3 separate regions of the Mus musculus genome follow, and regions 1 and 3 are each linked to region 2. Evidence: chromatin contacts called from public promoter capture Hi-C data. All regions are on one chromosome and are shown on one strand. Each heading gives the region's core, a stretch centred on a gene start, on an enhancer-like site or on the middle of the called end of the contact. The rest is flanking DNA. Distances are from core to core; before and after follow the strand shown.

Region 1 (3,552 bases), core at 825-3,324, 1.3 Mb after region 2:
TCACTCTCTCTCTCTCTTCTGCTTGAGACAGCTCTCCAAGAAGTTCTCTCTTGCTGTTCTAGAAAATTTCTCTGGATAACTCATCTCTTGCAGATCAAAACCTTGTCTTTTATTTTACACATCAATCCAGTCATTTACTCCAGGTTCCCTTTGGACTAGCCAATGAATCAGCATCAAGTGGAACCCACCCCCCCAACCCTGCCCCTTAATTCTTAGGAGACTGCAAACACAAACAACCTTCTTTTTAGAGTTGCAAAAGAATTCAGAGATCTGCCTGCCGCAGTTACACAAAAGATAAACTAACAGGGTGGGACCCTGTACGGAAATTACCATTTATACCACTCGTGGGCCTAAATTAAAGAGTCCCCGGCTGACCTTGAGCTCAGGAATCCATCTGCCCTTTAATGCACAAACAAAAACCATAGCGGGGTGGGATCTCCTACAATTGCCACTCCCTAATCCCCGTTACCTCCTCCCTTAGTGGTTTCCTGACAAGTTGGCTCCTACTGTAGCTGCCTTGGCTCTTCCTGAAGCCCCCTCATATAATTCATACCGCATCCTCATTATTTGAGAAATTATTTGTTTTTGAATCCATGTTTTTAGAGTTCTTTCCCACAGCCTTAAGTGCTGTTCTGAAGGTCCCATTTTGTGGAGACATTAGCCACACCTTGACTCATGCTGTCTTTGATTATCACGGAGACATTATCATTAAGAGGGGGGGACTTTCCTTAAAAGAGGGAATGTACATGATTATACAAACCAGCCTTAGGTCCGGAGCAGCCATCCACGCTTGTGGCCCACATCCCCTGGCCCTGTCCCAGCGGCAATAACCAGGTAAGGAACCCAAAATGACCTCACAGAGCAACAACTAAAGCACACCAGGCCCTTAGGATATGGCGGCACTGCGCTAACAGACTTCACCACAGGCATCCTAAGGTTCCTGACAGGCCTGGAGAGCCTGAGGGGACAGAACCAAGACTCCAACGGGATACCACAGATCCACATCCCTATATTTAAACATGGCATTGCTCATCTGCATCTGGCCAACATTACCCATTTTACACACACACACACACACACACACACACACACACACACAAAATACCTAGTCCTCAAGGATGCCAAATTCAGTGCTATTACTTTCCCACTCCCCAAATCCTCCCTGGTGACCAGACCATCTATCGCCTACATTCTTCCCTTGCTTCGAATGAAGGCCTGTAAAGATCAAAGGCCATCTGAGGTGTGACACCATCAAGATACAAATTGATTTAGTTGAGAGCCCTAACGCTACCCTCTAGAAATTCCTAGTTACAACATCTCAGGAAAAGGTAGAGATTGTGGGAGAAGACGCCACGGATCATTGAAACTAAGTGGAAAGGGCAGGGACAATGTAAGGGACACAATGGTGGAGGTATCAATTCGCCTGTTCCTCCTTCCCTCACTTCCATTCCATATTCTAAAACTAAAACCTCATTTTTCAAACAGAAACAGAAAACTCATTCTTGAATCCACATCCCTCTCCAGCCCTCCTTTGGAATGGCCACCTAGGGAAGCCTGAGTAAGCATGAGATCGCAGACCATATCTGAGAGCATGCTCAATGGCTGCAGCTCTGAGAAAGTCAGGGGACTCAACAAGTACCCTCCCTCCAAGACGACACCCCCGTCCTTAAATTATAGCCCTAAGCTCAAGTCTGAGCCTCGGGGAAAGCTTCCCTTCAGACCCCGCACCTGACCTCCCCTTACTGAAGCTTGGTCCTCTGCTTTAGTCCCTGTGTCCCTGAGAGAAAGCAGGAGCAGACAGCGACAAGCACAGAGACACAGATTATGCAGAGAGCTCAAGGTGTGTATACAGTTAGACTCAAAGACACACACACACACACACACACACACCATACAGCCACCCCACCGCCTGTACACACCCCTCCCAGCCCGCTGGCTCCGGTCTTACTCTGGGGAGACATAAACCAAAAGCCTATGCGCTACTTCCGGCGCGGTGGTCCCGGAAAACACAGTTGTCACAAGCAAAGCCCTGGAGAAGCCTGGAGCGTCCCGGAGATCCCGGCGTGCAACTCGGGCCAGCCCATCAGAAAACCGAGTCCAGTGGCTTGTGGGAGTGCCCACGTGGGTGCGCGCTTAAAGGGGAGGCGCCCTCCTTTGAGCAAAAGGTACTTCCGGTTCTCCGCGTAACTGATTTTCTTTCTCCTGTAGAGAAGACGGAGGAGTCTGAATTCCCTGCTTTAGATAGAAAATGTGACTGAGGACCGTATCGCTATGTACCAACAGAACTGTGTCCGTTAGGCAGGCTAGACGAGCCTCTTAATAAAACTAATCGCATTAAAAGTACTGTAAATCGTCTAAACGCCAAAATTTGCCACATTTAGATTTGAAAAGTCAGACCCAGCTATGTGTTAACTACAGAAAATATATTAAAGATAAATACTCTAGCAGATTCAAAGTAACCATCTTCGCATGATCAAAAGAAAACTCAGGTCGATTATAAAATGGAGGTAGATTAATAAAGAGGCCAAGTCATCAAGTGACAGTAAACATGGGCGTGGTAGCAATGGCTTTTATCCCAGCGATGGGGAGGCACAGCCAGCTGCATGTCTGTGAGAAGAGACCACCGAGGACTACCCAGTGAAACCCTGTCTAAGAACTAAAATACACTCAGATTATGGTGGCACATGCCTTTAGTCACCGCCCTAAGGAGGCAGAGGAGGTGTCTGAAAAAAATTAATTAAAAATAAACTCAGAATACACTCCTACTGTCTTGAAAGGACTAAATAAACTAAAATTCAGAGGATACCCCAAATGTCTCAAACAAATAAGTACATAAATACATAAACAAAATTAACTCAGAGTATACTCAAATAGCACACCTTTAAACATGAAGAGGGGGGAAGTCCCGCTAGAACAATAGGGAATGATAGCAAAATCAATCAACACATTCAAATGTTGTCAATTTAAAAAACTGATAGAACAACACCCTCCAAGAGCAACAGAGCATAGCTGATTTGGACAGCATCTCAACTCTGAGTGAAGTCAATAAAAATGGAGACACTTAAGCTCTAATGACACGAGGGGATCTGGAAAGGGAACTGTTCCTGTACGCTCACCTGTGGGAGAAACGCTCATTACCTGAAGATGTTGCTGTGGAAAGCTTTCTCTTTTATCCTTTTTTCTTGGCGGGGCATCTATTACTTCATATATTTTGTATTGCACTTTTAAATATTAAAGACTCCATCTATTTTGAGTTATCCCACGAGCAGATTACTGAGGTAGGCAAGGAGTCTCCAGACAGACCCAAGTGACTGCTTCTGCAAAGCTTGGGTTTTGTTTCACCGGCTTTTGGATCATTTATAAAGATGCTTAGCCTTCTGTCATCCAATGTGTTCCGTCCTCCTTTCTCTCCACAGTGTGATTCTGGTCGGTCTGCTCCATCTTTCCTGTGTCACAGTTCTTTTCTTAGTGCTACCCCTTATCCTTCATGGAAGTAAAATCAGTTAATTGCCCTCTGTTTTCTCCACAGGAGCCATGGGGCGCTGAATACGT
Region 2 (3,465 bases), core at 612-3,111:
TGGAGGTGTGGCTCTGTTGGAGGGTGCTTGCCTGCAGTACTGCAATGAGTTGAGTCTTGGCCCAGCAGTAGAATGCTTGCCTAACTCTCATGAGGCCCCAAGTTCAGTCTGAAGCACCATAGTCACCAAGCAGCAGGCAGATTGGAGAAATTAGTGTTTCCCCTGGACTGTAGGTGCTACAGCTGTCTACTTTTGGACTTGTAGGTGGCTGTGCTTGGAGAACTCCCCTTGCTATGACATCATCCCCCAAAGCATCTACCCACCTGAGTTCTTCTTCAAGTTGTTAGTGAGCAATAGGTAAGCCAGGCATAAAGCCTAGGTGTATGTTGAGGGTGGGGATGCAGTGTGCTGAGATTGTCCCTTGACATTTAACTCAATCCTGGACTCCATTCCCTCACCAGAGGTGTAGACAATAGCACATACTGTGACTACAAGCTCACCTTTATAGTGCACATCCATGGGCTACCGCTCAGCAGCAAGCGGTCCTCCTTCATTGTTATGGTGAGTGGCAGCCAAAGGCTTCCTTACTGGGTGGGCAGGGGGTTCACCTACTACTATACCCCAACCCCAACCCCGACCCCTTGTGACTGTTGTACTGGGCTTGCAGGTGTCTACCAGCTTCTTTATAGCCCTGGTTGTCTTCTACATCCTGTTCTGCCTCGTGTGGCCTCACATAGTGAAGGCCTGGGTCTCATTTCGCTGGAAGATTCACAACATGATGGCACCAGAGACCTATTCATCTTCCTCCTCTTCTGGGGGCTTCACCCTCCATTCTCACAGCTCAGAGGGAAGTTTTGAGGGTCCCTCCAGACCAGGTACCAAAGAGGACAATGTTCAAGCTAAGAGAGCAAAGGTGGCCTGAGTCCCTGGTCTGTACTCTTCCTCATGAACCCTTAGGCCTCTCCTCATGGGAATGCAGCCTGCCACCTCCCCAGGACTTTCTGGTTGGCTAGAATGCTCATGTCTCATTCAGACCCTAATAAAGCCTCCTTGCAGAATCAGTCCCGAGTCCTCAGAAAGGCTCACGTCCGCTTGGTTTGTACCAGCACAGCTGTAGTTAACTGTCAGAATGATGTCAGAATCTTTTATTTTCAAGATGGCACAGCAGATAAAGGAGCTCTCAAGCCTGACAACCTGGGTTTGATCCCCAGGCCTCATGAGATCTAAAGAGAGAGCCGACTCTGTGAAGCTGTCCTCTGACCTCAACATGGGCACATGCACGCACACACACACACACACACACACACACACACACGCATGCCTGTAGGCCAGGCTGGCCTGGAACTCAGAGATCCGCCTGCCTCTGCATCCCAAGTGCTGGGATTAAAAGCGTGAACCACAAAGCTCGGTCTGTAATTCTATTTTAATTTCAAAAATAAGAAAAAAATGGAATAAGAGAAAATAAGAGAAATGGCTCAGTGGTTAAGAGCACTGACTGCTCTTCCAGAAGCCCTGACTAAAATTCCCAGCAACCACATGGTGGCTCACAACCATCCATAAAGGGATCAAATACCCTCTTCTGGGGTGTCTGAAGACAGCCACAGTGTACTTATATACATAAAATGAATAAATAAATCTTTTTAAAGAGTCTGAAAAAAACGTGGAAGAATGATGCTCTGATAAACACGAACGCCTAATCTTAAATCTCACCTGCTAGTCCTCTCTCAGCCTGCCTATGTAGTGACACCTGACAAGTTTTCCAAATGGCTCCACATCGCCACCCCTTGACGTAGAGGCGGTACCCTTAAGATGGACATTCCACAGGCCGAAGCCAGCGAGGGTGGCCATGGTGACTACAGGTGGGCGGGACATTGTGGGCATTGTTTTCAGTTGGAGCGAACGGACTTCCGTTCGCCATTTTGAATGACAGCAGAGGCGGAGCTGCGGCATGTTCATTAAGGGTCGGGCTGCGAAGACACCCCGAGGAGAGCCGCGGCGCTCCTCCCGCGGGGGGCGGAAACTGGCAGTGGTAGCTCCGCCTCCAGTTTTGGGCTCCACCTCCCGGCCTCATTTCCGCCGGGAGTCCATTGCCCGGCGTCGCTGCCGTAAGTCGGGTCGGCGGCTTGCCGCATCACGGAAGATGGCGGCCACAGCGGCTACGGTGAACGGGTCGACCACCGTCTCGAGCTCCGGACCCGCGGCCACCTCGGTCGGGATCCTGCAGGCAGCGGCCGGCATGTACGAGCAACTCAAGGACGAGTGGAACCGGAAGAACCCGAACCTTAGTAAATGTGGAGAAGAACTGGGCCGCCTGAAGGTAAGAGGTCGCCGGGTCCTAGATGCCTAATGCCTGGGGGAAGGTGACAGACGGGAGATCGAGGCTGGTAGAGCGGGCCCTGAGGTGTCGTTAAGGGAGTGATGATGGAAAGATTGGTTCTGGCAGAATCGAATGAGATGGTTCGAGCTTTGTTACTTGGAGGGAGGCAGGAAGGAGTGGGATCAGTGACAAACGGGGAGATAGTGAAAAGAATAAGTCTGAGGTGACGGGACGTTGAGGGAATGTGTGGCAAATAAAGCCCAGGTAAGCTGTGAGGGAGCAGAGGTTAGGAAACACCTGTGTGAAGAGGGGCAACAGGAACAGTTTGAAGCCAAAAACGAACCTAGAAGAGCACACGTTTCGGTTGTAAACACACTCAGGCGGATAGAAGGCCAGTCTGGTCTTCAATAGCGAGTTTGAGGAGGCTGGGCTACATAGACTTCGTCTCAAAATATATATATAATAATAATAAGTAAACAACAACAAAATATGTGTTAGGTTCCCAAGTTTACTAAGGAATGGTGTCTGGGATGGACTGGGGGGGGAGGGAAAAGGAATGCCCCACATTCCTTGTTACCCCTTCTCGGGCACACTGTGGTGGAGGTCTTCCCAGACCTGCATATAATGGCTGAACACGATGTCCCACACTTGTAATCCTAGCACTCGAGAGGCTCACACCAGGCTCTCCAGTTCTAGACTAGATTGGCCTGCCTGGGGAGATGCTGTCTTAAACAAGAGAGAAACCTAAAACAAGCTAAATATAGCAACAGGAAGAATTGAGGTCATGGGCGTCTCCCTACCCCATGATCCCCCTGGGTCAGGCACCAAGTGCCTCGTGTTTCTCAGTGGAGTTACTAATATTTGTAAGATGAGGTAATCCAATTGGTACGCTCCGTGTTCTTGGGCCCTTTGGTGTTTGCTTTACAAGGTCTGACTCCACTAATATTCATGGCAGTTGTGTGGGTTAGGATGCATGCAAGCTTTTCCAAGTAGGAACATAAAAGTCCAGAGAACGTAAGTAATCTATATTTGAAATCTCGTCCTCATTCCTTCCCCCTCAGTTGGTTCTGCTTGAGCTCAATTTCCTGCCAACCACGGGGACCAAACTGACTAAACAGCAACTCATTCTGGCCCGTGAGTGTCACTAGGGTTGGTGGAGGGTGATGGGCCTGGGGTCATTGTAGGAATGACTGGGGTGGTGATCCCAG
Region 3 (3,425 bases), core at 854-3,353, 1.7 Mb before region 2:
CTATCATACTCCCAGGTCCCATTTTTCATTTCAAGACAGGGTCTCATTAACTTGCTGAAGCTTGTCTTGAAATTACTCTGTAATCTAGGCTGATCTTGTACTTTTGATCTTCCTGTTTCAATTTCTTGAGTGGTTGGGAAGCAGTCCTTCTACATCCCGCTCCCCCCTCCCCCATCACTATCTTCTGTAGTTCTTCTTAACTCTTTCTGATGCTGTGTGTTTCTAGCTACCCTCAGGCTACTCCCATGTCTAGTAACATAGAGCTCTTTAGCCAGCTTCAGAAGGACTACAGTAAAGCCTACTTACTATTGTGTAGAGGGGACACGCCATTCCGTCTTCACAGATAACACTGGAGAAAACAGGAATGTTGTAAATACAGGGGTGTCTCCTCTGTTTTCTACCCAGAAAGTTAGGAGTAGATATTATTAATAAGCCGGTGACCTTTGCTATCTGTAGAGCCAGACTTCATCCAAATCCCCCGGAATGTTTATCCCAGACTTTCCCCTCCCTAAACCATTATCCTTAGCTCTCAGTTAATAGAGAACCAGGTGGGATGTCATGTGTCCCCTATACATTTTGGAGCTCACTGACCTCTACCTATCTCAGTGGGAGACCCCACCAGATCCTAGGCTCTTAAGCTACAGAATCCATCTTCACGGTCACATATACTTTGCAAAGGAGTTTCCTGCCTCTTGGCGGTTCAGTTTTCCTCCCAGCCATGAGTGGCCCCTGCACGTCTGCACTCAGTTTTTCCTGACCAGCCATGACCTTGAAGACATTTTTGTGCAGCACATTCCCTGGGCCTGTAGAGCTGAGGTCAGCTCTGCCCTCATGTTCCCTGCCATCTGTAGAATTTGCATCTCTCTGCTGGCTGCTGCCTAGCAAGTGACTCAGTTTCAATCTCAAGACTTTCCCATTTGCAGGGCTGCCAGATGGTTCAGTGGGTAAAAGTGGTTGTGGGCAAGCTTGACAACCTAAGTTTGACCCCTGGAACCCACATAAATGTGGAAGGAGAGCGTTCCACAGGTTGTCCTCTGATCTCTACACACACACACACACACACACACACTACACATATATACACACACCACATACATATACATGTACACAACACACACACTCACACACAATACAACACAAACACACACAACTCATACACAAATACAGACACCATACACAAAAACATACAACACAAACATATACAACACTCAAATACACATAATATACAAACACATACTCTCACATGCCACACACATACCATATACATATACACTCACAAATACACACCACAGACACCACAGGCATACTACACACACCACACACATACACATGTACACACACACCACATATGCATAACACACACAAACACACACAACACTCAAAAACATACAACACAAACACACAAACATGCACAACACTCAAATATACAAACACACACACAACACACACATATACACAAACATAACACTCACCTGACACACAAACACACACATACAAATATACACTTGAACACACACAATGCTCAAACACACAACACACACACATACACACACACACTCATGCGTCTTGACACGATCACATATAAATAAAAAGGGAGTAAAGAGTTCCCATTCAGCAAATCTTTCTTCCCCAGAGCTCTGGTCCTCCCCTCGCCCGTGGAGCTGCTAAGGTATTCATGTCAGTGCTAGATCACTCTGCTCCTGCCTTCGGTGTGATTGCTAGCAATAAGATGTATCAGCAAGCGAAAGCCACCTTCAAGAAGACCTGTTCCTTCCCCAGCCAGCTGGGAGCTCTAGCTCTGGGAAGAAGGGTTCCTGAATGGGAAGTCTTTTACTTCATTATTACTTATTTGTGATGGCGCCCAGGTGCATGAGTATATATGTGTGTGTGTGTGTGTGTGTGTGTGTGTGTTTGATTATTGTGTGTTCAGGTATGTATTTGTGTGTTGTCTGGCTCTAGGGAGCCTGGACAAAGCAGCATGGAAATTCATCAGACATGGAAGACACCCAAGCCAACACGTGACTGCAGAGAATCAATCTGACCCCAAACTTGTGTTCTCCACCACGGCCTCTCATCCACACCATATCTGCTGGTCTCTCGCAGAGGCCCAGAGAGGAAGGGGGCGTGGCCAAGCGTGTGAGACTTTTCTTAGTTTTCTTACTCTCAGATCCTGCTAGGGATCCTGAAGATCGAACACAGGAGGAAACAGGTAAAACCATTTCAATCTTTTCTCTTGTTCTCGACAAGTAAATATGGAGTGGATATGGAGTGGCCTCTGTGTGCTGGCCTCGAGGGCCTGCTGTGTTTTTTCATCTACTTTACAATAGGCACAGACAAACCTCACCCTCCAACGCCTAAACCCCCAACCCCAACCCCTCATCCCTACCCTGTTCTCCCCATCCCTGTCGTTCAGTGTCCCCTTTCCAGGCTTTCTGGGTCTTCTGAGGTAGAAGAAGCTTTTGAGTGCCAGGGAGGAAATGATGGGACCAGGAAGCTAACCTTGAGGCTCTCAGAAGGTGAGCAGATCACAGTTCTTGGCCCTGTTCTAAGCTTCTGGACTTAGTAACTGTTGCTGCTGCACCCTGCTCTACCTCTTCACCCGTCCGGGCCCCAGGCTCAGGTCCCTGCTTCTCATGCTGTAAATTCCTGGGGTTCAGAGCTTCACTCTGGAACTGCCTGCTTCCTGCTCAAGCTTGAGTTCTCCAGCCAGGCTCTGCTAAGGATGTGGCTGGAGGGGCTGCCGGACAAACAGGGTGGTCCAGCACCCAGAGGCTGATTGTCACCACAGCCCTTGTTATAGCAACCCCACCGGTGTGTTAAAGTGTGTCCTCCAGAACAGAGCTTGCAACCCTGCAACGCTTTCATTGGAAAAGATTAAAATAGAGCTCGTGGCCAAAGAAGCATGGCCACTGCCTGTCTAAGCTCTTTAGACAACTTAAGAAGTCCTGCAGTGAAGCCTCCTGTTGAGCTCTGCTTTTCCCAAGTGGCTGTGACTTTGAAGACATCTCTATGTGGTGCATTCCCTGTACCTGGGAAACTAAGATAAGCTCTTCCTCAGATGATCTGCTCCAGCCTCAGCCCACAAACCTCTTATATACACCCAGGCCACACCACCCCCAACCGTGGAGGCAGAACCCAGCCCACGCTCAGCAACTGAACTGGCTTTCCCTACACCTGTTCCTGGTCACCCAGAAGTCCTTACTACCTGTGCCCTGCGGCCTGGGAGAGAAATAGCAGGAGAGAGAGGGAGGTGAGGATGCTGTGCAAGGTATGGGAAACCTTGGGTGGGTGGAAGGGAAGGGAAGCGAAGGGACACAGCTCTGCTCTCGGACACCGGAGACACACTCTGTTGGCACATCCTGCAAGATCCCTGGGGACTCACACAGAGATCACAGCCACATGAATAGAGTTAAATTGTTAAATTT

Evidence for each region. Promoter capture Hi-C pulls out the DNA fragments that hold promoters and counts their contacts.
Region 1: a contact with region 2 is called in a promoter capture Hi-C map of liver, with 3 times the contacts expected there. The contact joins the promoter of Zfp59 here to the promoter of Psmd8 in region 2. A contact is called at or near these places in 2 of 39 promoter capture datasets (liver and pre-B cells).
Region 3: a promoter capture Hi-C map of pre-B cells shows a contact between it and region 2, with 3 times the contacts expected there. The contact joins the promoter of Cd22 here to the promoter of Psmd8 in region 2. A contact is called at or near these places in 3 of 39 promoter capture datasets (hippocampal neurons, liver and pre-B cells).

What each region holds. Positions count from the first base shown.
Region 1 is chr7:27,837,106-27,840,657 of GRCm38.p6, reverse strand. Zfp59 (zinc finger protein 59) reads right to left here and starts at 2,074. Exons shown (of 5, transcript NM_011762.3): 1 at 1,949-2,074.
Region 2 is chr7:29,179,069-29,182,533 of GRCm38.p6, reverse strand. Psmd8 (proteasome (prosome, macropain) 26S subunit, non-ATPase, 8) reads left to right here and starts at 1,861. Exons shown (of 7, transcript NM_026545.3): 1 at 1,861-2,257; 2 at 3,319-3,391. The coding sequence starts at 1,889. It overlaps Catsperg1 (cation channel sperm associated auxiliary subunit gamma 1), which reads left to right. Exons shown (of 28, transcript NM_001368407.1): 26 at 205-297; 27 at 402-501; 28 at 608-1,002. The coding sequence ends at 862.
Region 3 is chr7:30,879,020-30,882,444 of GRCm38.p6, reverse strand. Cd22 (CD22 antigen) reads left to right here and starts at 2,103. Exons shown (of 16, transcript NM_001043317.2): 1 at 2,103-2,209; 2 at 2,428-2,516; 3 at 3,105-3,250. It overlaps D7Ertd128e (a long non-coding RNA gene), which reads right to left and starts at 492. Exons shown (of 3, transcript XR_881941.3): 1 at 307-492.